Regions from separate parts of the Mus musculus genome. Here all the other regions are linked to region 3. Evidence: chromatin contacts called from public HiChIP or PLAC-seq and promoter capture Hi-C data. All regions are on one chromosome and are shown on one strand. The core of a region is the stretch at or near the end of the contact, and the rest is flanking DNA. Distances in the headings are between cores, read along the strand shown.

Region 1 (4,476 bases), core at 678-3,177, 250 kb after region 3:
AATTCAATGGAGGCAACCTGTACGAAATACTAGGATAGTATTCTTAAAGGGCAGAGTTTGTCTGTTGCATGGCCCATGTAAACACTAGGTCCCTCATGGGTGCTTGCTGGAAAAAAGAACATATATATATATATATATATACACACACACATACATATACACATACATATACACATACACATATAGGTGTGTGTGTGTAAGAAGAATGTTAAAAGTTCCATTGGGAAGGTCCACAGAGGTCTGAGCTCCCTGCCTCCTGGAGTAGGAATGAAAATGTGGCAGAAGTAACAGCTGGTATAAAATTGAAAGATAACTGGAAGGGAACTGAGAGGAAGAGGAAGGGCTTTTGCTTGCAGAGTGAATATTACCAAAAGCAAAGGAAACTACAAGGTATAGTTTAAAGTGAGAAAAATGTGTCTAGCAGCAAAGATGTGTGCAGCAGCAGAAGGCACGCAGGAGGGAGGGAGCCAGGTGTTGGAGACTTCTGGAAGCCAAACTTAACTTGAACTTTGTTCAAGCAGGAGACAAGTTTCATCGAAGGCTGTAGAACAATACCTGATTTTAAAAAAACAGAAGGGGAAGTCACCTGTGCATTGAACACCACTGTCATCTTCCAAAAGAAGCACTATTAGCCTTCAAGGGCTGGCCATGTCAAAACCTATACTTAATTTTTTTCTCAGGCCTTAAAGCTGGTGGATGTGAGGACCTTGTCTGGAGTTTTAGGTGATCTAGCTCAGCCTGAGGTCCTATTACAAAGGGGGTTCCCGTGAACTCTGCCTCCACACTCATCCAGTTGCCTTTGTGTTTCTCTTTATAACTCTTACTGTCCATCAAACCCCGCACTCGCCTCCTCTGGAAGAATTTCCAAGCCTTACGTAGCTTACTCCTTCCCTTTGAAAACCTAACTCTGATGTGTTGAATATACAGTTCATTTCTTTATAGAAAATAACGTGACCTTCAGGAAGGGTTCTACCCCTGCCCTTTCTGTCTCCATTAAAGACCTGCTACCCACCTTCACTTCAACCCTCTCCCAAACCAGAGACTTCACAGGGCAGCACAGTGCCCTCGGGAGAGTCATCCTTCTAAGCGAGAAAGGATTCTTTGAACCTGGAATTCAAACAGGAAATGTAGGATGCAGACCGCCATCTTTCTTTGGCCCCACTTTTCATCAGGGTATGTAGGGCTTCTCCCAGATCCCCACTAAGAAAGAATTACTCTGTATCCGGGTTTCTCTCCTTCCTGTTTCTGGCTTCTGTGGGTTTATTAGTGAATCAGAACTCAAGCTGTGCTGTTACTAGTCTGGGGTCGGGCATTATGAACAGGAAACACTTAAAAAAAAAAAAAAAACAAAGCCTGCAAAAACCATTTTACATTTTTCTGGCTTACTTTTTAAGAACTATTTCTCCCCAATACGTTTTTACTCCTCTCTCCTACCCACGACTAACAGTGGTTGGGACATTGCAACCATTTTGCACACCTAATTCAATTCCTCCAGATGTTAGTGTTCCAGAGCCTTTAAGACACATGATGAGTCGTGGGGAGAGGCCCCATCAAGGGAGTCTGTGGTGCCAGGTGAACAAAGGCACCTTTATCTCCAGGTCCCAACCTGGTGAGAATCACAGCATCGGGGGACTCAAAGCCAACTCTTGTTTGAAAGCAAATTGGGTCTTCCAAAAACACATCCGGGGCTCTGCATACCTGTGAGTGACAGCCTTCTAGGCCCTTGACTAACTGCTGTGTCGGGCTGTGCTTTGGCACGCCAAGTCCTGCCCTCGGGATGCAAATGGAACCAGAGCTCTGAAGCAGGCCTGGGAAGCAAGTCCAGTGGTCTGATTTGCATGGGAAGCTTTACCCTCTGAGTGAAGGCAGCCAAATTCCCTGGGCTCCCCGGCCCTCCGGAAATGCGCCTTACAGGGGCTGGGGGCCCTGGGCCCGACCGCGTGGGTGTGATTTGAATGTTCATCGCCACAGCTGCCGCGCTCAGCCCTGGTCATTGCCATTGGTCCCGCTCCATTTTACTGCCTCGGAATCCTCTTGTGCATGTTCGTGGTTAATACAGCAGCCAGGAGACGCCAGACAGCTCTCAGCACCTGGTTCAAATTTAAGGCTCATTTACACATGATGTCACACACGCATTGTCAGCGCGAGGGAGGTCAGGATGGTTCATTTTGGGAAGGTTTGCATTGTTGAGTCTCTGCAGCACTCACTGCTATTAATGCCTAAACCATCTGACTTGGCTGTCGGGTTTCTGGCATGAGGTAATCCCAGGCACTAGATTTATATGCTGAATGGGAAGCCAGCAAGGGTGGCTAATCATGCTGGTTTGCAGATCTGCACCTCTGGAGCCTTGGGATGGAATTAGAAGGCCACATGGCATGTAGCAAATCACAGGGGTTTCAGAGAGGAGGGGAAATCGCCAGACCTGGAGGCAGGCCTGGGAGGGGCTGCTACCTAAGCCAGGATGCCTGATGAAAGGGTAGAAACCAAAGTACTTGGAACAGGGTCTAGACCAGCCAGTCTTGTGTTTGTGGTCATCATGAAACCTATCTCTCTCCTCATTTCCTATAGAAATCCCAAACCATCTTCTCAGGCCCATTCAAGTCTCATGTTCCATGGAGCCCTCCCTGACCACCTAGCTTATGGTAATTTCTCTTCCGAACGGCCAAAATGCTTCTGTCAATAAAATAAGCAGAGCAACCATTACTGAGTCCTTACTGTCTGTTATCAGCTCCCTGCCCTCTCACGACACTCTAACACAGAAAGCTTATCCTTTGCCTTCTTTAAGGTGATAGAACAGATTCAGGGACAATGTCAGCGCTGACAGGACTCAGGAAGAAGACTGACTGACCCCCAAGACTGGGTTCTGGACCACCCGGTAGGCTGTGTGATTCCGAATCTTCAGTGGTACAAGCTAACAAGGCAGGCTGAGTCCCTGGGATGTGGCACAAAGGTGTTTACAATGATGCTGCTTGATACTTCCTGTCAGAGTCACCGTCCCCTGTGTCCTTGTCCCCTCTGCTAGCTAGTATGCATTTAAATAGCAGTTCAGTCTCCTCAGGGTTTGCTCAGGTGGGAGAATGGAGACCAGCCCCCTTCACTGTCACCAAAGCTAGTTTCCTATGCAAGACACTGAAGTGTTTGCAATATATGGATAGCCACCCTGTCATTTATTATTGTACTATGTCATGTGGTAGCTCCGAGAACACCTTGAAAAGGTAACTGATGGGAGCACCTGAGAGAGTGGTACCCCTCGGAAAGGGTAAGCCAGAGCCAGTCAGTGGGAAGGAGTATGGTAGACACTCCAATCAGAGAGGGCAGCGTGGACCTCAAGGGGAAACTGCCTGCACCTAGGTACAGTTGTGGACATAGTAAGCTGAAAGTGCCCTGAGGAAGGGGGTGGGGCCCAGGTCATACCACAGTTTCCCTGCATTCCTTTTGAGTAGTCTTGAAGACTATCCTGACTCCCACCTTTGGAAGACCCTGCTGAAGTCCGTCAGATGTCTCCTGAGGATCAAGCTGCAATCTATGTGTTCTCTCACCTTGGAACATAGCCACAAACCCTTGAAAAGCAGGCTATTATGGGCCCTTCTCACGGAGCACAATTCACCTTGGTTGAGTGTTCTGTTTGGGAACCCTGCTGCAAACTTAGCTCTATCACGTGCTCCCCACCCTCTTCCTCCTGCTCTCAGCCCAGGAGACTCACCTAAGTAGACTGTGTCTGTGGCTCCTTCACCCCTGGCTCTCCACTGGCTTTTGTTTGTTTTGGGTTTTTTTTTTTTTTTTTTTTTTTTTTTTGGTTTTTCGAGACAGGGTTTTCCTGTATAGCCCTGGCTGTCCTGGAACTTACTCTGTAGACCAGGCTGGCCTCAAACTCAGAAATCTGCCTGCCTCTGCCTCCCGAGTGCTGGGATTAAAGGCGTGAGCCACCACACCGGGTTTAAAATGTTTTTGTTGTTGGTGGTGGTTTTGTTTTGCTGTTTGTTTGTTTGTTTGTTTGTTTGTTTGAAAAGGGTTTTGCTATGTAGCTTGAAATCATGGAAATCCTCCTGCCTCGAGCTTCGGGATCCTGAGATTATAGGTGCTCACCCTTACGCCTTACTCATATTTGTATGTTGAAACGAACCGGCACACCTCAGAACACAGCATATTTAGATAGGACCTGTAGAGAGGTCATTAAATTAAAATAAGAGCCTGTGGCAAGTCCTAACTTAGAGTGACTGTTGTCCTTATGAGAGGAAGAAACGGAAGGTAGTCACAGAGGAAAGACCTATGAGGACATGATGAGATGGTGGCTCTCTGCGGACCAGGAGAAACAAAACCTTCTAAAACTTTGAACTGAAGTAATCCCTGGACCTGAGAGGAAGTGTCTGGGTTTTGTTTTTGTTTTTGTTTTGTTTTTGTTTTTTAAAAGCTATTTGCTCTGTAGTATTTGGCTACATCAGTATTTATCAAATCAATGCATTATTCTACATCCTT
Region 2 (4,225 bases), core at 1,144-3,643, 130 kb after region 3:
GACGTGAGCATACATATGAGACCTCAAAGCCCCCCCACCACAGTGATGCACTTCCTCTAATAAGGCCACACCTCCTAATAGTGCCACTATTTATGGGCTAAGCATTCAAACAGAAGTCTATGGGGCCAAACCTATTTAAACCACCACAAATGCCCCACTGTCAGTACCATTTCCTGAAAGGATTCCTTTCCTCACTGAACTCCTTAGAGTCCTGTGTTTAACCTTCTGTTCCTAGTAATTTTTAATGCATCTGAGCCAAGCTGTGGGATAGAGTTCTAAACTTTTCCCTGCTCTGGGAAGCTGTGCCTTTTCATGTGTAGCTTTAAGCCTATCTTAAATGGTAATAATGAATATTCAAATATATATTAAATCTGAGAAATTTAGAATGTTGGATGCTTTTGTTTGTTTGTTTGTGTTTATTTGCCTTTTTGAGATAAGATCTGATTATATTGTTGCCCTGGTTGGTCTCTATCTCATGGATTCAACAATTCTGCCAAGAAGCTGGGACTAAACAAATGTATGAATCATTGCACCAGATGTTTCCAAGTTAAAATGTGAAAATAATAAGGAAGCATTTCATATTTTTCTGTCAATTTATAATTAAATCTTGAAATAAATGTGAAATTTCAAAAAATCTGAAACTTGAAAAAAAAATCAAACAACTAAGTATTTTGATGGGAAATACCCACATTCAACCCCAAACAAGCAAACACCTGACCTTCTAATGTCAAAAGGTCTACATTTTGTTTCTTCAAACTTCAAAGTTTTGCATGTAGAGGTTAGAAAAATACAGTGTGTTTTGCTAAATCAAAACTGATTTCTATAGTTACTTTTCCAGGTCAAAAAGTAGAGATCATTAAAGTGGTGTTACTTTTGGCTATGAAATAAAGACTAAGGCCAATCAGTTCTTTGAAAGTTGCTTAGGAAGTTGCCCTCCTTGAAGATGGTTTTGAACAATTCTTTATTATTATTATTATTATTATTATTATTATTAATTTTTTCTAGACTGTTTCCAACAGGTTGTCAGCTTTCCTCAGTACACGTCTGTCACCAGCTTTGTTTCTTTATTCCATTGCACTCCAGACTTACCATAGCGTGTCACCTCACCTCTCCACCATCTCTCTTCTAGATATTAGGGTGCGCTGCATGCTGCAAAGCATGTCAACTTGAACCCTTAGTCACGTGCTCTGACCCCACCATAAAATTATTCTTGTTGCTACTTCATATAATTTTGCTACTGTTATGAATTGTAATGTAAATATCTCTGTTTTCTAGTGGTCTTAGGCGATCAATCCTTGTAAAAAGGAGTCATTCGACCTCCAAAGGGTAGTGACCCAGACCTTGAGAACCTCCAGTCTATCATGTGGGTTCTATGGCTATAACTCAGGTTGTCAGGTTTTCTGGCAAATACTGTCACTCTCTGAGCCACTTTGTTGACGCGCTCCAATCTCCTGAGGCACAGAGGATTGGAAATTAACTTTTTAAACTGTGGAGAAATTAATAAGTATAGTGGATAGTGCCCAGTACCAAGATCTTCTTCCTCATGAAATACATGCTGTAGGCAAGGATTATGACTTATCAGCTATGGCTCCCCCATCTCAGCTGTTGATAGACTAGAGTGAGTGTGTCACGTATATAGAATAGCATAATGCTGGAGTGGCTCAAGCAAGACACCATAGTAATGGACACTGGAGCTCTGCATTTAAGGTTGAATGCGTGCTAATAGCATACAGGGCCATTCATCAGAGAAAGGCTGTGCAGAACCTCAGAAGTTAGGGGGAAACAGTTTTGAAAGAGTGTGATGCCTTTGAGAGAAGTGTAAGTAGTTTAGTCTAACAAGAGCACAGGGTTCTTAGCAGAGAATATCACAGACTAGTTAGGATCAGATCACAAAGAATCTTGTTTTCTATCACAGTCTCTTGGATGAAATAATACTGTCTGCTCCCTTTTTTTTCTGTGTCCTAGATCAAAATAGAAATTCCATTGCTACTTCTATAACTAGACTCTGAAAAATTACACTGTATGAGTGGGGAGCTTAAAGCTGACATGTTGGGTAGTCAGCTTTATGTTTTAGAATGGTATATATGGAAGACATGCTTGAAAGGCCAAGATTTTTTTAAAAAAGAAAAAAAATTTTTAAAGCTCAAGAAAGAGAAGTCTAAGCACTAAACACAGGCCTGAGAGGATGTCTTTAGAGATTTAAAGTCCTCTGCCTCAGGACTCAGTAGCTGGCTTCAGGAAACGGTGTGGCAAGGAAGACGCCAAGCTTTGTCTTGACTGTCAGCATGGCTCTCAGATGCCCTTTCCAGAGAGACGAGGCTTCCCTTAGCTGTGCGGTCTCTAGAATGTACCACCAGACACCGTCTTTGTGAGCTAGTACAATAAACATCTGAATGACTGGTGCAGCTGCTGGGGCCTGCCTTCTCAGTCAGTCAGGACAAGCGTTGCATTTAGTCTGCTGCCAGAGAACACATGCAGCTGCTGCGTCCTGCTGATGCACCGCCAACATTTGCCACAGCTGCTAGGCTGGACCAAAATAGGCAGACTGGGAGACACGTGCCCCCAAAGCTCACTCTCAGCACTGGGTGCAACTCAAGGATTTGATCCATCATAATGTGCATGTGTGTGCATGTGTGTGCATGTGTGGGTGCGTGCGCGTGTGTGCTTTTTAAAAAGTTGATCTTAGATGAGTATTAAGTGTTATGATTGTGGAGTTGTAACAAACCCAATGTCAGTCTTGCCGTGTAACCGAGAACCCATTATTTATGCTGAGGAACCCAGCAGGCTGTTCACACTTTATATTCGGTTGTCACAGAACTTGGGTGTTACTAGAACATTGGCTTGTGTTTAACACTTTGCTGTTTCTGGAATATTTGTAGTTCTTACCAATTTTATTGTTCCCAATTTCACACTGTCCGGTTCTCTTTTCCATTGGTTTCATATTCAACTACAAACTTCCCCCATCCCCAGCATACATGTTTATTTTTGCTTTGTACAAATGCCTTGAGTTTTCCTGTCTTCAAGACTGTTTTCTTCATCTTGCTTTATGATTCACTGCTTTTAGAAGATCAAATAGTTAGTCTCTGGCTCAAGTGGTTAAGTTATTGATGAGTGGAGTAGATGCATCAATTGTACTCATTGTCACATTGTGACGGGGGAACCGCCTTGAATAAGTTATCACTGTTTATGCTTGTTGTTGACCTAAAATAAATGTGCCATTTTAATAAAATAGGCAATGACACAAAATATTTTTTTGTGTGAGAAGACCTCTGTGGTGTTCTATCCTTCCGCTTCTGTTTTCATTAATTTATGGCGATTGCTGTGATCTGGACTTGTTGACTAGAGCCAGTCCTGGCCATATTTATGTCTGAAATAATCCATTGCAGTCATTTGGTGTCTTTCCACTTTTGTAAGCTTATCTTAGTGTTTAAATCATAGCTTCATTTAGGAAAGGGGCTCTTAGATCCCAGTGGCTGCCTTTAGGTGGTGGTTCCTTTTGGATGATCAGGAGATTGGCGTTTGGTCACTACTGTTTCTGTTGTTGAGACAGGGTCTCACTATCTAGCCCTGGCTGACCTGGACCTTACTCTGTAGACCAGGCTGGCCTGAAACTCATATTGATCCACCAGCTTCTGCCCCCAAGTTTGGGAATCTAAGGCATTGTGCCACCATGCTGAGTAAGCCTTTATCTTTTAGATTATCCAGCCCCATCACACTGTTTATTAAATAGAGCATATTAAGTTTTCACAGCAAAGAGACTGCTCTTCATTTAATAATTTCAAATGAATCTTTCACTTCTGTTTTTCGCTTGACTGCTTTTTAAAAGACAAATACCTTTAGCTGGAAAAAAAATTTTTTTTCCTTTCCAAAAGCAGGCAGGCACTATGCTTACTTCACCCTCCCCACTTTCTCTCCCTTGCCACTAACATTAAGATTCTCATTACTTAAAAAAAAAAACCAAAACACCAAATCACAACAACAGACTTTTACTCACATTTCATTAAAGTCCTGTCCTTTGTTTTTAAAGACAAAATTTCTTAAAGTAGCTCTATTTGGCCTGGGAATTGCTATGTTGTTCATTCTAATCCCAAATTTACAGAAATCCTCCTGCCTCTGTCCCCCAAGTGCTGGGATTAGTGATGACTTTAGGCCCAAACAAACCCTTTCTAGTACAAATCGTCTTCCTCATAGTGTCTTGTCACAGCAGTGTAAAACTAACTAATAC
Region 3 (4,149 bases), core at 852-3,351:
TGAACTGCATTTTGATTCTCTTCTCCCCAATCCCCGCGGGGAGGGGGCCATCAACCTTCTGCTTACTTTACCCTTACAACAACAACAACAACAACAACAACAGCAGCAGCAGCAGCAGCAGCAGCAGCAACAACAACCACTACACACCTAAACAACAACACACCCACACACACAAACACCCACACACAGCCAAGGGTCTGACTCTAGCAGACACAAAAGAGAAGAACAAAACAAAACAAAACAAAAACCCTGCATTTTATACGAAAGAGAGAGAGAGAGAGAGAGAGTGTGTGTGGGTCTGTGTGTGTGTAGGATGGCTGAAGGAGGACTGAGTGGATAGCTCCCCTACTTCTTTCCTGCTGCCCACCTTATGCCAGCCGGCTTGTCTCCTATTCCCAAAGTCAGTAGGGGATCATGCTGTGTTAGGGGGTCCAAGAAACTGTCCTTCAGTCCTGCCACCTCTGAGGCACTGTAACCCGATCCGAAGTTGTTCAGAATCAGGTTTCAAAACACCGCAGAGACGAGCAGCACCCACACCCCACGCTGCCCTAGCAGCGATGGGAACCGCGGCGGGCAGGGTAAATGATTAACTCTGTCATATTAAAGCCTCGACGTCCCCAGACCCCATCTGAGCCACTAGTCTCCATTAACTCTCCTTTTCCTTCCAGAGAGCCCCTGGTGACCTCCAGGGCAAGCCCGGGCTTCAGTCGAACCCTGGGTACCCTGGAGCGTGTGCGCACTCCAGGCTCCGGGTAACCCCGCGGAGGCAGGGACCCCGGCCGGCGCCGGCAGCCCCTGCGGGCCCAGAGCTGCCGTGAGAGCAGCCTTGCCGGCAGCGTGCGCACACATTCCCTAAAAGAACCAAGGCGAGAGTGGCAACTTCAAAGGCAGCAGGATGGGGGTGGGAAGCCGGGCAGCAGTGACCAGCCGAGGTGGGGGCGGGGACTGGACCTAAGAGGGCGACCAGAAACTTCTGGGGGCAGGAGGGGGAGGGTTAGGAGGGAGGATCCCCCGCCCGCTCGTTGCCACCGTCGTCCCCCCTACCACCCCGGTAGGGAAGCGAGGTGGGGGGCGGGGAGAGGTGGGCAGCCGGACCAGGCTGGTGGGGAAGGTAAGCGCCATGTTTTCGAGCGCTAGGAGGAAAAGAAAGCTGGGAAAGGGTGGGGGGAGGAAGGGGGAGGAGGAAAGTTGGCGCTCACCTTTTGGACTGGGTCTCGGAGGGGTTTCGGTCACGCTGCCGCCGGTTCTTGAACCAGTTGCTGACCTGGGTGAGGGAGAGGCCGGTGATCTTGGCCAGGTGCCGCTTCTCAGCCGGCGAGGGGTAGCGATTCTGCTTGTAGAGCTCCTTGAGCGCGTTGCGCGACTTCTCCTTGAAACAATACACCGTCTCCTCGCCGTCCCAGATGGTGCGGGGCAAGGGGAATTTCCTGCGCAGCCGGTACTTGTCCACGGCGCCCAGCGGCCGGCCGCGCGCTCGCTCGGCCTCGGTGTAGCGCGCCTTGTACCAGAGCTGCTGCAGCAGCGGATGGTTGGCCGACTCGAAGCTGTGGCTCTCGAGGATGCTGTACAACTCAGGGTAGATGCCCTGGTGGAAGGCCACGAGCGCTCGCGCCTTCAGAAGGCTCTCGTTGCCACGTAGCAGATCGCTCTGGGGCAGGGACCAAAGAAACCGGGCCAGGCGGTCCAGGTTGCCCCCCTGCTGCAACGCCTCGCACACGCAGGCGACATGGTCCGGCGAGAAGGCCAGTGGGGGCTGCGCGGCGGCTGCGTGCTGGTGCCTGCCCAGAAGTTCCGAGTGGAGTTGTACCTGATCTGCCGCTCCCGCCGCCGCTGCCCCTTCCTCCCGGCTTACCCTGGAGGCAGCCGCGGCGTCCCCCGGCTCCAGGGGGAAAGGAGCTGGAGCCGGGGGGCTCAGCCCAGCCGCCGCGCCCCCCGCCACTTCTCGGTGCGCCTCCTGTCCTTCCGAGGCGCTTTCCATCCCATTCTCCTGCTTGATGTCCGCCGCACTTGCAATCTGCCCGGTGGGGGAGGAAGAGGACATTTTTTGTTGTTTATTTTCCTCCCTCCCTCACTCCCTCGCACTCTTTTCCTCTTTCTTTCCCCCTCTCTTACTCCTCCTTCTTCGCCTCCCTCCCCCTCCCCCCTCCGGAAAGCCCACTCCCTCCCTCCCGGTTTCGGCTGGATCTGGCCGATCAGGTTTCCCCCAGGCCACGCAGTCACCATTAAGATAGCTGCTAGAGCAAAGTAGTGTAAACGGATAGCTGCTTTCTGCCGTTCCCCCAACGTGACTCCTCCGGTTGCTGCATACTATATGGCACTGGCCGCCCGGCCGGCCCGGCCGAGCCACCCCATTGGCTATTTCGCATTCAGTGGGAGGAGGAGACACCGTTTCTATCCCTGTCGATCACCCGCCTCCCACTCCACCCCTTGCCTTTCCCTCTCTCCCTGACCCCCAGGCACCTTTACCTGCCGGAAAACACCGACATTCTTTTCTGGCCAAGCTTCTGAATGGGCAGTTATTTAGTGTGGCCTGAAAATTGGACAGCTCTTTCAAAGAAAGGCCCAGTGATTCCCAAGGGAATACTAATCGCGTGACCTTAAAGTCTGGACAGCTAAAATTTTAACAAAGAGACCACCCTCAGTATGTAGATAACAAAACTTCAGAGACTAATTCCGAAGCTCCCCAGCACCTCCTCCCCCCACCCCCCAAACTAAGGGATGTCTTTATTAAGGATGTGTATTCAAGAGTCAAGAACAGCACTAAGGAATGCTCTGATAGAGAAGCATTGGTAGTAATGAAAATTCCGGAGGGGGAGATCTTGAAAAACCTTGAAATGAGCAGTGTGTGTAGCCCACCGAGATGACAAAGGCAAGAAGCATTAAAAAAAAAAAAAGGCAGAAACCCTGAGATGGACCTAATACAAATAAGCATATAGAAAATAAACCTGGATGTTTATACTGGGTAAGTAGTATAGAAGAGAGCTAAATTATAATGGACTAGGGCATAAATCTATTTACCATAGTAGAAACATTCAAAATGTGGATACCATCAGCACCCCCCTACACACACACACACACACACACACACACACACACATACACACACACACACACACACACACACACACGATGTGGTGCTGGAATGGATAAATAGTTTCTCTTTGAAGGTGATAGATAGGTCTGGGAAGAACACCATCTCTATATGCGGGTCTATTGGAAGAGATCCGGACAGAATCAGCAACCCTTGCTAGGATTGCTCCGCCAGGGTTGAGGCTGAAGGGAGGAGGTGCAATGTGGCTATCTTCAGTTGGGATTCTGTCCTTCATGGTTTGCATGAGGTCTTAGCTCAGAGAGGGATGGTGAGCCTGTCTCTGGCTACTGTGGGCCAGTTGAATTTGTTTGCATATGCTTCTTCTCAAACTCTTAACAGCTAAATGTCCTCCCCCTAACCTTTACTTCAGGGTGGCCTTGTAGTGTTTCTGCTTCCCAGTCACTCATAACTGCCTATTTCAGCATGTTGTCAGGCAGCTGTTCAGGTCACCTGCTGTCACTTCAATTTGGTGAGGTTTGCTTTCTTCCCATTTCTTCCCTTCCCTTCCCTTCCCTTCCCTTCCCTTCCCTTCCCTTCCCTTCCCTTCCCTTCCCTTCCCTTCCCTTCCCTTCCCTTCCCTTCCCTTCCCTTTTCCCTTCCCTTTTCCCTTCCCTTTTCCTGTTCCCTTTCCTTTTCCCTTTCTCTCTCTCTCTTCCTTCCTTCCTTCCTTCCTTCCTTCCTTCCTTCCTTCCTTCCTTCCTTCCTTCCTCTCTCTCCCTCTCTCTCTCTCTCTCTCTCTCTCTCTCTCTCTCTCTCTCTTTCTTTCTTTCTTTCTTTCTTTCTTTCTTTCTTTCTTGTGTTTTTGTTTTTTCGAGACAGGGTTTCTCTGTGTAGCTCTAGCTGACCTGGAACTCACTTTGTAGACCAGGCTGGCCTCAAACTCAGAAATCCACCTGCCTCTGCCTCCCAAGTGCTGGGATTAAAGGCATGCGCCACCACCGCCGGCTCTTTTTTTCTTTTTTCTTTCTTTCTACCACTTTATTCTTGGTTAGCTGAGATATTTGATACATAACCTAACTGCTCTCCATTAAAATGTTTATTTGTGTGTGTGTGTGCAT
Region 4 (4,374 bases), core at 1,072-3,571, 160 kb after region 3:
GTGTAGCCCTGGCTGTCCTGGAACTCACTCTGTAGACCAGGCTGGCCTCAGAAATCCACCTGCCTCTGCCTCCCAAGTGTTGGGATTAATGGCGTGAGCTACCACTGCCCAGCGGATTTTGTTTTCTTTACAGTTTCAAGTTTTATACTAAAATTAGCCAAATATGTAATAATTTGTTTTTAAATAAATACCTTCTGATTTTGGTAAATATTTTCAATATTTATGAAAAATCATTTGGTCTATTGGCTGTTGTGGATAGTGGTGAATTTATCCAAGTTTATGTTACAGTGCCTATATTAGAAATACTTTTCTTTTGCTGTGGTAAAACACCACAAGGCAGCTTGTAGAAGGAAGAGTTTGTCTCATGGCTCCAGAGGGATAAGAATTTATCATGGTGTGGATGTATGACAGCAAGAAGCAGGTGGCTGAGAGATCAGATTCTCTCAACCTTAACCTCAAGGAGGGAGCAACCAGGACGTGTGTCAAATATATGAAGTCTGAAAGCTTATTCCCAATGGTGTATTCTCCTGAAAGGTTAACTCTCCCTACAACTTCTTCCAAAACAGCACCATTAACCAGAGACCAAGTATTCAAATACAGTGGGGAACAATCTACATTCAGAACACCGTAGTGCCCAATTCTTAAGATATTCCTATGTTTATGTCTATTATTTATACAGAATCTATCCTTAGAGGTCAATCTGTAGGGATATCCAACACTGCCACCATACTTAAATAGCCAGGGCTTCTCTGTTCTTTAGTTTATACTCAAATCAAGGAAACATTAGTTGCATTACATGATTATAAATTTACAGTGGGAGCTACTTTATCCTAAAATGCATAGTATAGCCTTGGGTAGCAATACATTGTAGTTTACTTCAGCTGATGTTAGAATCTGTGTAACGGTCTGGACTGAGTAGTAAATCCTGGTGGGTGTGCCTATGGATTTCCAGAGCTAAGCCTTGCTTTTGAGATGGCTTAGACATCTGGCATAATTGCTCTTGAGTATGTTGGTATAAATGTGAAACAGCTTTATTATTGAGCTTCTTTTTCACCTTCAATCCTTATCCACTGGCTAGACCAATAAAGAGTGACGGGATAACCATCCATGGAAGTTATGTTATTAGGTTGGACTTCATGAAGCCATGTGCTTTTATAGTCAGACTACCTGCAGAATTCTGGACAGCATTGGAATCATAGTAGCTTCTTCATTTATCTTTGCATATACAGTTATCCATTCAATCTTATTCTATTGTTGTGCTTAGTTAGGCTAGCACATTAAGGGATATATTTAGTTAAGTGATATATTTAGTTTTAAAGAATGTTGCATTTTAGCACTAGTCTGAGTACCCTATTGTTGTTGTTTTTAGTTGTTTTTGTGAAGTGTTGCATGTGTGTCTGTGGGTGTAGGTATACCTACATGTACACGTGTAGTGGCCAGTGTATTATCCTCAGGAGCATCAGCCACCTCTTTTAAAACAGGTCTCACATTGCTCTGGCTCACCAGGATAGCAAGGCTGGCTCCACCCATCTTCCTGCCTCTACCTTCTTAGCACTGGGATTGAAATATGGATCACAACACACGTATCTTTTATGTGTATGCCAGAAATCGAACTTGGGTCCTCAGCTTGCATAACAAACACTTTAGTGACTAAGTTATCTCCCTGGTCCAATGAAAATATTGTGTAGTTATGGCTAAACATTGTGGGCCATAGGGTAGTGCAGTGCGCGGGATTGAAACCAGGGCCTTGAACATCTTAGTCATGTTCTACCAGCAAGACCATCCAAGCTCATGGGATGAAGTCCTTACACTTCTAAGCGCTCTTGCTTAGTCTTGACATCCGGAGCACAGAACTGTATGGGGCAGGTCTGTTAACTCATGGTGTTAAATGCAAACTTTAAATGGGTGCCCTACAGCCTGGTACAGCTATGAGCCTGTGACAGGAAGATCATTTGAACTCAGTAGTTTGAGGCCATCCCTGGAAATGTAGGAAGAGCCAGTCTCAAAGTGAAGCATGCGGAAAGCTCACTCTGTTCTGCAAGAAGCAGGTCTTATTCTCCAGGCTTCACGGCCTTTCTTACTTTGAACCAGTTCGGAATGCAGGTCGAAACAGGGCCTAGTAATTTAAAAGAGAAGCAACTCATATGAAACCATTTTTATTTCCATTTCAATTCTAAAACTTGTTCCAGGGGCATGTTCCAGGGTTTATCACATAGAGGCTGTGACACTGCTTGTAGTGGCACTGCTGGCTTGCTCTGCACTCTGGCCCTTCCTGGGAGCTCTGTTTGACCAGCAGCAGCAGGAGCTGAGTCCAAGGTGTCTGCCAGATGGTCAGTGCAGGGCTCTGAGGGGAAAGGAAATGGTAAGAGGAGCCCAGACCTGAGGAAACAAAGGCTTTCTGAAGCAAAGCGTAATTATACCACCTACTGGGGAGTAAAAACTGCTAAAAGGGAGATGGAAAAATGATGATTTAACTTGAAGCCCAGAAAACCCATCAAGTCTAATGTTTCAACTCCTTTCTCCTCTAAGGTCCACTGTTCATTTTTCCTCCTCCATCTCCAGAGTCCGGTAGTGATTATGATGCATAGTAGCAAAGGAAGGTGACTTTAGACAGACCATGCAAAAGTTAGAGCTCAAGATGTCCTCTATATAAGAATTATAAACGCTTTTGAAAGTATACTGTTACACTTTATTAAGAAAATACTGATTTTTTAAAAAATTAAATTTAGTCTGTTTTCAGTAAAAATAGGGCTATAGCTACCAAAATAAGCAATCCCACACTGGTTTCTATGTATAAGACTTAATAGATATTTAAAATAAAGCCACGAAAAGCACAACTAGTGTCTTGGCATTGGCTAAGTAGAGCTATTATGTCCAGGACCCAGAAAGCTTGATTTCTCGAAATGAATTTGCATAAGATATATTTCTTGTTTTGTTCTATAAAATTATACATTAAATGTTGTTGACCTCTGACATAGTCCCAAGAGATGTCATTTATAATGATCACAGAAGAAAAAACAGGTGTGGAGGCAGGCGGGGAAGTAGGCAAACCCCTAAGTTCTTGACATCTGGCTCTAGTGTGGCAGATCCTTAAAGAGCTTCGGTATACCAGAATTATTAAAGGATTTAAACAGTGAATAAAACACCAAGAAACAAAACCCTACAACCAAATAGTAAGATCAACTATATTTCTAAATGGAATTAATATAGATTGCCTTGGTTCAAATATTTTGAAACAATTAACAGTAAAAGTTTTGTGCAGTTCTGGAGATCAAAAAGAGCAATCTAAGTAGGGAGGACTCTTAAAGACCCCGGCCAGACATGCTCAGTGTGAGTGACTGCACAGGGGAATGCGCAGTCTTCAGTGCTATGCAAAGAAACTTTAATTGACTTATTTTGGCAATGAGAATCACACAACTTACCGTTAATAACTCAACTTTAACAATATTTGCTCACTGCATTGGATTATGACTGTTCAAGAAGTACTATTTTCAAACACTAATTAATCATTTTAGATAAACTTTTAAAAAATGCATTTATGGCCTCAATGAGTATGACTGTTTATTACATTTTCCTTATAAAAGCTGAACTGTTTTATATACTCTTTATGGAAACAGTGCACCATCATAAATTAGAAGATGCAACTGTTTTAGGTATTTTACGGGGTCTGGGCTTGCCTGCCAGCTGTGCAGCTGTTTCAGGCTTCTCTGCGTAGCATATAAAACGCTGGATGCACACTGCAAGTGTGTGTACTGGACTTGCCAAGCCAGGATGCTGTGACTCAACTTTCCCAGAAGCAAGCCAGACCAAATGCCGTGAATCAATAGTTAGCTGCACATGGACTTTTATTACAGCTGGGAGAGCCAATTCCATTTGTGACAGTTGTTTTCTGACTGTTGACAAATACTGCAGTGCTTGGATTCTACTGGGTCTGAACCAAATGGGACCTTTCTTTTCAGGATCTGGGAAGAGAGTAATGTGCCATTATTCGGTTTGTGAATAAAAATCAGCTAAAACACAAGTCAAAAATGGGAGGATTTAAATTCCATTACTTACTCGTGTGGTTAGCATTGAGTTTGCGGTATAAGGAGTAGAGTTAGAGTTTCTGAGGCAGCTCACCATGTGCTTTGTTTGTTGATAGAAATCCTTTTGGGGTTGTTTTGTTTGCCCTTTTTTTGGGGGGGGGACAGGGTCTGTGTAGCACTGGCTGTCCTGGACACACTCTGTAGACCAGGCTGGCCTCAAACTCAGAGATCTGCTTGCCTCTGCCTCTTGAGTGCTGAGATTAAAGGCAAGCATTACCATACCCTGCCCTAACCAGCAGAATCCTAACAGCTGGCATTTTATTGTGCTCTGGGAGAGTAATAAGAAAAT
Region 5 (4,496 bases), core at 754-3,253, 240 kb after region 3:
GCTAGTCAGAAGAATGAGGAGTAATGAAGTCCTGTCCCGCACACTTTCTTCTCTTCTATACAGCCCGACATCCCAGTCTGTGGGATTTAAAAACTCTGTCCTATTTTAAGTCTAAACTGATCTTTGTCTAGAGGTCCTGAGGTGTGGTTGAACACCATCATTGTTCTTAGGTGACCTGGGTGAGGGGAACAGTGCGAATGGAAGGAAGCTACCAGGTAGAGAGCCTGGTTGGCTTCTCTCAGTCCTATCTCTGAATGGACCTGATTTACTAAGCAAGCCATTTTCTTGACCCTTCATTCTTTCTTTTACGCAAGATGGAAATGGACAGAGCTGATACTGTACACAAAACACTCTGCAGAAGTGTAAGCAATCCCTGGAGTGTGTCCTGCACAGGACATCGTGGAATCTGAGAAACACTGGTGGTGAGGGGTCACTATATCACAAGCGTGGGGTGCTCTGCCTACCCCACACAGTGTGCTCTTAGGCAGACTGCCTGGCACTCTTGAGCCTTCATATCTCATATTGCTATGGTGACCAAATTCACCAGTGCACATGTAAGCACTTTATAGGCACAAGTGTGTAAACCCTTTCCTTAACAGTATGGACAAGTTCTAAGGAGTTTGCTTTGGTTTCTGTTTTGTGTTTCATTTTACTTTGTTTTTGTGATTAGGTCTCACTGGCCTCGAACATTGATAAGTAGGCCAGACTAGCCTCAAACTCACAAAGATTCCTCTGCCTCTCTGCCTCTCTGCCTCTCTGCCTCTGCCTCCCCATAGTTGTGATTACAGCCATGCACCACCACACCTGGTTAAAGAGATATTGTTAATTGTTTTAGTCGTAATTTTGAAGATCCTGTGTGTACTGATTAAAAATTTCTTAAAAGAATACAAAAGCATTTACATGGGCTGGCAAGATGTCCCAGAAGGTGAAAGCCCTTGCCACCAAGCTCAGTGAACCAAGTTTGGTCCCAGAACCAGGTCCCACATGTCCTCTGAGCTCCACATATGTGCAATGGCTCAGACACCCCCAAATAAGGAAGTCAACTCTGTAATACATGTCAGAAAGTAGCATACATCTCAGGACATGCTTAGTATCTTTGTATTTCCTAGTACAGAGAGAAAAAGGCCAGAAACTAATTTCAGAATGGTATCCAAGCCTAGTATAAACCAGTAATGCAACAGAAAATAACTTTGGTATTATTGGCATAGTGGTACAAAGTTTATTATTCGACCCTGATTGCTGCTGCTGTTGTTGTTTTAATTTATTTACAGACAAAGTGGAGTCAGAATTGCTACAAGGTTATAGTAAATACTTGCCACATGATGTTATTGTCATGGCTGTGAAGTTGTGCATACTATTCGCCGTGCTTCTGACAGCCCCTCTAATCCACTTCCCTGTAAGTATGCCTAAAGGTTTTGTTGCTTAGTGTCGTGGCTCCCTAATATGGCAACACTAATGCTTTGCAGACCAGAACCTCTGAATCACATCTAGCCTTGTGTATCTTATTCATTTGTCAGGTAATTGATCCAAGACCTCATACTAGCACATGGTCCCATGAAAGCACAGAAATAACAGTGAGCCTCGACGGACGCTAATCTGTGCTCTCTGAGGTTCCCTTTAGATTTACCTCTCCCTCAGTTTTGTTTCCAATTTAGAAACTATAGTTCTAAAGTTTTAGGGTTGCAGGGGGTGGTGTCTTCCTATATTCTGTTTTCAAAAGAATGTGCACAAAGAAGAGAAAGTCGATTCAGCAAAAATAAGCTCTTCTTGGTCTACAGCCTCTTCCCATAGGGGAAGCTGGTTCACTCTAAGGCTTTATACTCGCTCTAAGATTTAGGAGGCAGAGCAGATTCCCATTCTGCATCCAGTCGCTGCACAGAAGAATCTGAAGAATTTCCGTGAAAATGAAAACAACAGCTTTGGGTAGAAAGGCTTCTGCCTGGGTGTCTTGAACTCACATGAGTTCTTACAGACGGGACCTGCAGGAATCCTTGCCCTCCCTGTGAGACCGCAGGGTCAGGGGTCCGGCCGGGGCTGCAGAAACGTGTGGGCTGTGGCTGCCAGTGGTCTGCCCTGGCAGTGGAAGATGTGGGAATGCTTTTGCATTCCACACCATGGAACAGATAACAAAACAAAACAGAAAATGGTGTTTCTCTTCCATGCCATGTTTTGTTTTTTTATGCTTGAAAGTTTGTCTGTTGAATTTAATGAAAGTTGTTCTTTGTGATTTCGTAACGCAGTGTTATGGCTTGTAATTCTTTAAATTATATTTTCTGGAAAAATCGCCTGTGAAACTTTGTGTGGAATTTAAGAAAAATAATTTTTATGACACTCTCTCAGAAAGGTTTATGAGAATAAAAACACCGCATAATGACAGTTTATGCTGTGTCTGGGGAATACAAATGATTTGGGGTAATAATATTATGGTTACTGTACATGTGCTCCTCTAAGCAAGTGCTGTGCCCTCCATCCTCCACCCTTCGCCTGACCTCCTTCCCCTGCTCTTAGGCCAGGAAAGCTTTAATGATGATCCTGTTCTCCAATTACCCGTTCTCCTGGATCCGACATTCCCTGACCACAGCAGCGCTCAACGCCATCATCGTGGTGCTCGCCATCTATGTCCCGGACATTAGAAATGTATTTGGTGTGGTTGGTAAGTTTCCCACTTTAAAAAAACCCATGTAGTAAAGGGGACGGGGATGTTTCATCAGTGGAAGAGCGTCTCCCAGCACGGGTGGGCTCCTCAGGTTTGGTCTCCAGCCCCACAAAAGCCAGAGGGGTAATAAAGTCATCACTCTCTCAGCTGAGCTCACACGGCCTGTTTCTTCCTCTCCAGGCGCCAGCACATCGACATGCTTGATTTTTGTGTTCCCAGGGTTATTTTATCTTAAACTCAGCCGAGAGGACTTCCTCTCCTGGAAAAAGCTTGGGGTAGGTTGTTTCCAACTGTTTAAAAAGGCTTCTATTTTAAGGAATAGTGTGTTTATTACTGTATCTAAGAAGACAGAATATCTTAATTTACAAAGTTCATTTTAGAGTCTGGCATGATGGCTCATGCTTGTAATCCCAGCTCTTAGGGGATTGAGGCAGGAGGATTGCTGAGTGTTCAAGGCTAGCCTGAGCCACAGCTTGAGACCCCATGTACTGACACTGAATGAAAGTCCGCAGTGGAGAGGACGGAGGCTCACACTCAGCATCTCTTCTGTCTCCACAGGCTTTGTTCCTGCTCCTCACAGGCGCTGTGGTCGGAAGCTTCAGTTTAGTGCTCATCATTTTTGACTGGGTCAACAAATGAAAAAGTTTTTATTATGAAGACTAACTTACCTCTCTATAAACAAGAAGGGATCATTGTGGAAGGTGCCATATATGAAAATTACACTCAGGAAAACTGTTAATAGGGAAGCCGGACAGAGCAGCAATAGGAATTTAGCCATTTTAATTTTAACCAAAATTAGAAATACTCAAAATACTTGAAATGTTCTTAAATGTGCAGAGTCACTCTTTTGTTTGGAAGTTTCATTTTCTGTGTTTTGTTCTGTGTCTGAAGCAGGACCTAGCTGTGTAGACCAAGCTGGCCTTGAACTCACAGCAGTCTGCTATTGGGATTTGGTTCTAAGACAAAGGTCTTAATTTGGTTCCCAAAGCCTGGCTTCCAGGCCTGAGGGTCCCTGTCCTCAGCTGGCTTCAATTGATAATTTACAAAAAAAAAAAAAATTGCCAATGGCTGGACAGAAAAATGGAGGTGGGACTTTTAGATTGTACGGGCAAGGGACAGAGAGGGGGAGAGAAGAATCGCCATGATTGAGGGGGAAAGGGATCAGATTTAAGAGCTGCAGGAGAAAGTTATCCAGCAATGTAGGTTGAAAGGGAAAGCAGCCCTGGGGGTTGGGGGTGGGGTGGGTGGGGCTGCTGCCCAATAAGTAACTGGGCAGCACTCGGGAGGCAGAGGCAGGCGGATTTCTGAGTTCGAGGCCAGCCTGGTCTACAAAGTGAGTTCCAGGACAGCCAGGGCTATACAGAGAAACCCTGTCTCGAAAAACAAAAACAAACAAACAAACAAAACACACACACACACACACACACACACACACACACACACACACACACACACACAAAATAAAACAAAAAACCCATAGATTTAGAAGGTGTTAAGCCAGGAATACCAGAGGGAAATGTATGCTAGCCTCGGAGAGGACTAGAAGTGCCCAGCCATTGAGCTAGTTAAGGCATGTCAGAATCAGCTGGAATGTAGACTCATTTGAGAATCCAGATAGCTCCTGGGCAGGCGCAGCTTGAGTGGGACTTGCCAGGAGCCAAAGCGGGTTAACCAATCACCGCTACAGACTGCCTGCTGCTGCTCCTGCCAAGTGCTGGGGTTAGGAACTCTGCCACCATCCTGGCACATGCCTGGCATCTGTGACTTAAAAAAAAAAGTAGCCTTTATTTTTTTTAGAGTAGTTGTGCATTTCCATACGTATTGAGCAAATGAACTGAAA

Evidence for each region. Promoter capture Hi-C pulls out the DNA fragments that hold promoters and counts their contacts. HiChIP or PLAC-seq counts read pairs in DNA pulled down with a chosen protein or histone mark.
Region 1: an H3K4me3 HiChIP or PLAC-seq map of embryonic limb bud shows a contact between it and region 3, with 3 times the contacts expected there. The contact joins the enhancer-like site here to the promoter of Six4 in region 3. A contact is called at or near these places in 8 of 39 promoter capture datasets (the 3T3-L1 cell line, the C10 cell line, the HPC-7 cell line and 5 more), 1 of 484 Hi-C or Micro-C datasets (embryonic stem cells), 8 of 115 datasets of contacts at active chromatin or transcription factors (the NIH/3T3 cell line, craniofacial prominence, embryonic limb bud and 3 more) and 2 of 9 other capture datasets (liver and pancreatic islet).
Region 2: an H3K4me3 HiChIP or PLAC-seq map of neural progenitor cells shows a contact between it and region 3, with 35 read pairs. The contact joins the enhancer-like site here to the promoter of Six4 in region 3. A contact is called at or near these places in 4 of 39 promoter capture datasets (3T3-L1-derived adipocytes, the HPC-7 cell line, macrophages and 1 more), 1 of 15 datasets of contacts at CTCF or cohesin (the NIH/3T3 cell line), 1 of 484 Hi-C or Micro-C datasets (rod photoreceptor), 9 of 115 datasets of contacts at active chromatin or transcription factors (CD8 T cells, bone marrow-derived macrophages, craniofacial prominence and 5 more) and 3 of 9 other capture datasets (adipose tissue, liver and pancreatic islet).
Region 4: an H3K4me3 HiChIP or PLAC-seq map of embryonic limb bud shows a contact between it and region 3, with 2.9 times the contacts expected there. The contact joins the enhancer-like site here to the promoter of Six4 in region 3. A contact is called at or near these places in 4 of 39 promoter capture datasets (the 3T3-L1 cell line, 3T3-L1-derived adipocytes, the HPC-7 cell line and 1 more), 1 of 15 datasets of contacts at CTCF or cohesin (the NIH/3T3 cell line), 4 of 484 Hi-C or Micro-C datasets (muscle stem cells, myocytes, neural progenitor cells and 1 more), 10 of 115 datasets of contacts at active chromatin or transcription factors (the 230-238 cell line, the SCID.adh cell line, bone marrow-derived macrophages and 6 more) and 3 of 9 other capture datasets (adipose tissue, liver and pancreatic islet).
Region 5: a contact with region 3 is called in a promoter capture Hi-C map of cranial neural crest. The contact joins the enhancer-like site here to the promoter of Six4 in region 3. A contact is called at or near these places in 6 of 39 promoter capture datasets (the HPC-7 cell line, cranial neural crest, embryonic stem cells and 3 more), 12 of 115 datasets of contacts at active chromatin or transcription factors (the 230-238 cell line, craniofacial prominence, embryonic forebrain and 9 more) and 4 of 9 other capture datasets (adipose tissue, liver, macrophages and 1 more).

What each region holds. Positions count from the first base shown.
Region 1 is chr12:73,365,739-73,370,214 of GRCm38.p6, forward strand. All of the region lies in intron 3 of D830013O20Rik (RIKEN cDNA D830013O20 gene), which reads right to left. Among named protein-coding and RNA genes, the nearest start is that of Gm40442, 35 kb to the right of the region's middle. Within about 2 kb of position 1,928, at least 62 of the 459 cell types and tissues checked have an H3K27ac peak or open chromatin away from gene starts, as enhancers often do. A contact at or near this core is called in craniofacial prominence, embryonic limb bud, embryonic stem cells and 2 more, where this site is marked.
Region 2 is chr12:73,239,703-73,243,927 of GRCm38.p6, forward strand. The region is part of intron 7 of Mnat1 (menage a trois 1); the gene reads left to right. Among named protein-coding and RNA genes, the nearest start is that of Trmt5, 45 kb to the right of the region's middle. Within about 2 kb of position 2,394, at least 62 of the 459 cell types and tissues checked have an H3K27ac peak or open chromatin away from gene starts, as enhancers often do. A contact at or near this core is called in neural progenitor cells and stem cell-derived neural progenitor cells, where this site is marked.
Region 3 is chr12:73,111,144-73,115,292 of GRCm38.p6, forward strand. It overlaps Six4 (sine oculis-related homeobox 4), which reads right to left and starts at 2,102. Exons shown (of 3, transcript NM_011382.3): 1 at 1,200-2,102. The coding sequence starts at 2,041. It also overlaps a transcript of Mnat1 not described here.
Region 4 is chr12:73,266,375-73,270,748 of GRCm38.p6, forward strand. All of the region lies in intron 7 of Mnat1 (menage a trois 1), which reads left to right. It also overlaps a transcript of Trmt5 not described here. Among named protein-coding and RNA genes, the nearest start is that of Trmt5, 18 kb to the right of the region's middle. Within about 2 kb of position 2,322, at least 10 of the 459 cell types and tissues checked have an H3K27ac peak or open chromatin away from gene starts, as enhancers often do. A contact at or near this core is called in embryonic limb bud, where this site is marked.
Region 5 is chr12:73,349,243-73,353,738 of GRCm38.p6, forward strand. Slc38a6 (solute carrier family 38, member 6) reads left to right here. Exons shown (of 16, transcript NM_001037717.3): 13 at 1,272-1,396; 14 at 2,509-2,653; 15 at 2,837-2,931; 16 at 3,215-4,496. The coding sequence ends at 3,295. Among named protein-coding and RNA genes, the nearest start is that of Gm40442, 51 kb to the right of the region's middle. Within about 2 kb of position 2,004, at least 23 of the 459 cell types and tissues checked have an H3K27ac peak or open chromatin away from gene starts, as enhancers often do. A contact at or near this core is called in craniofacial prominence, where this site is marked.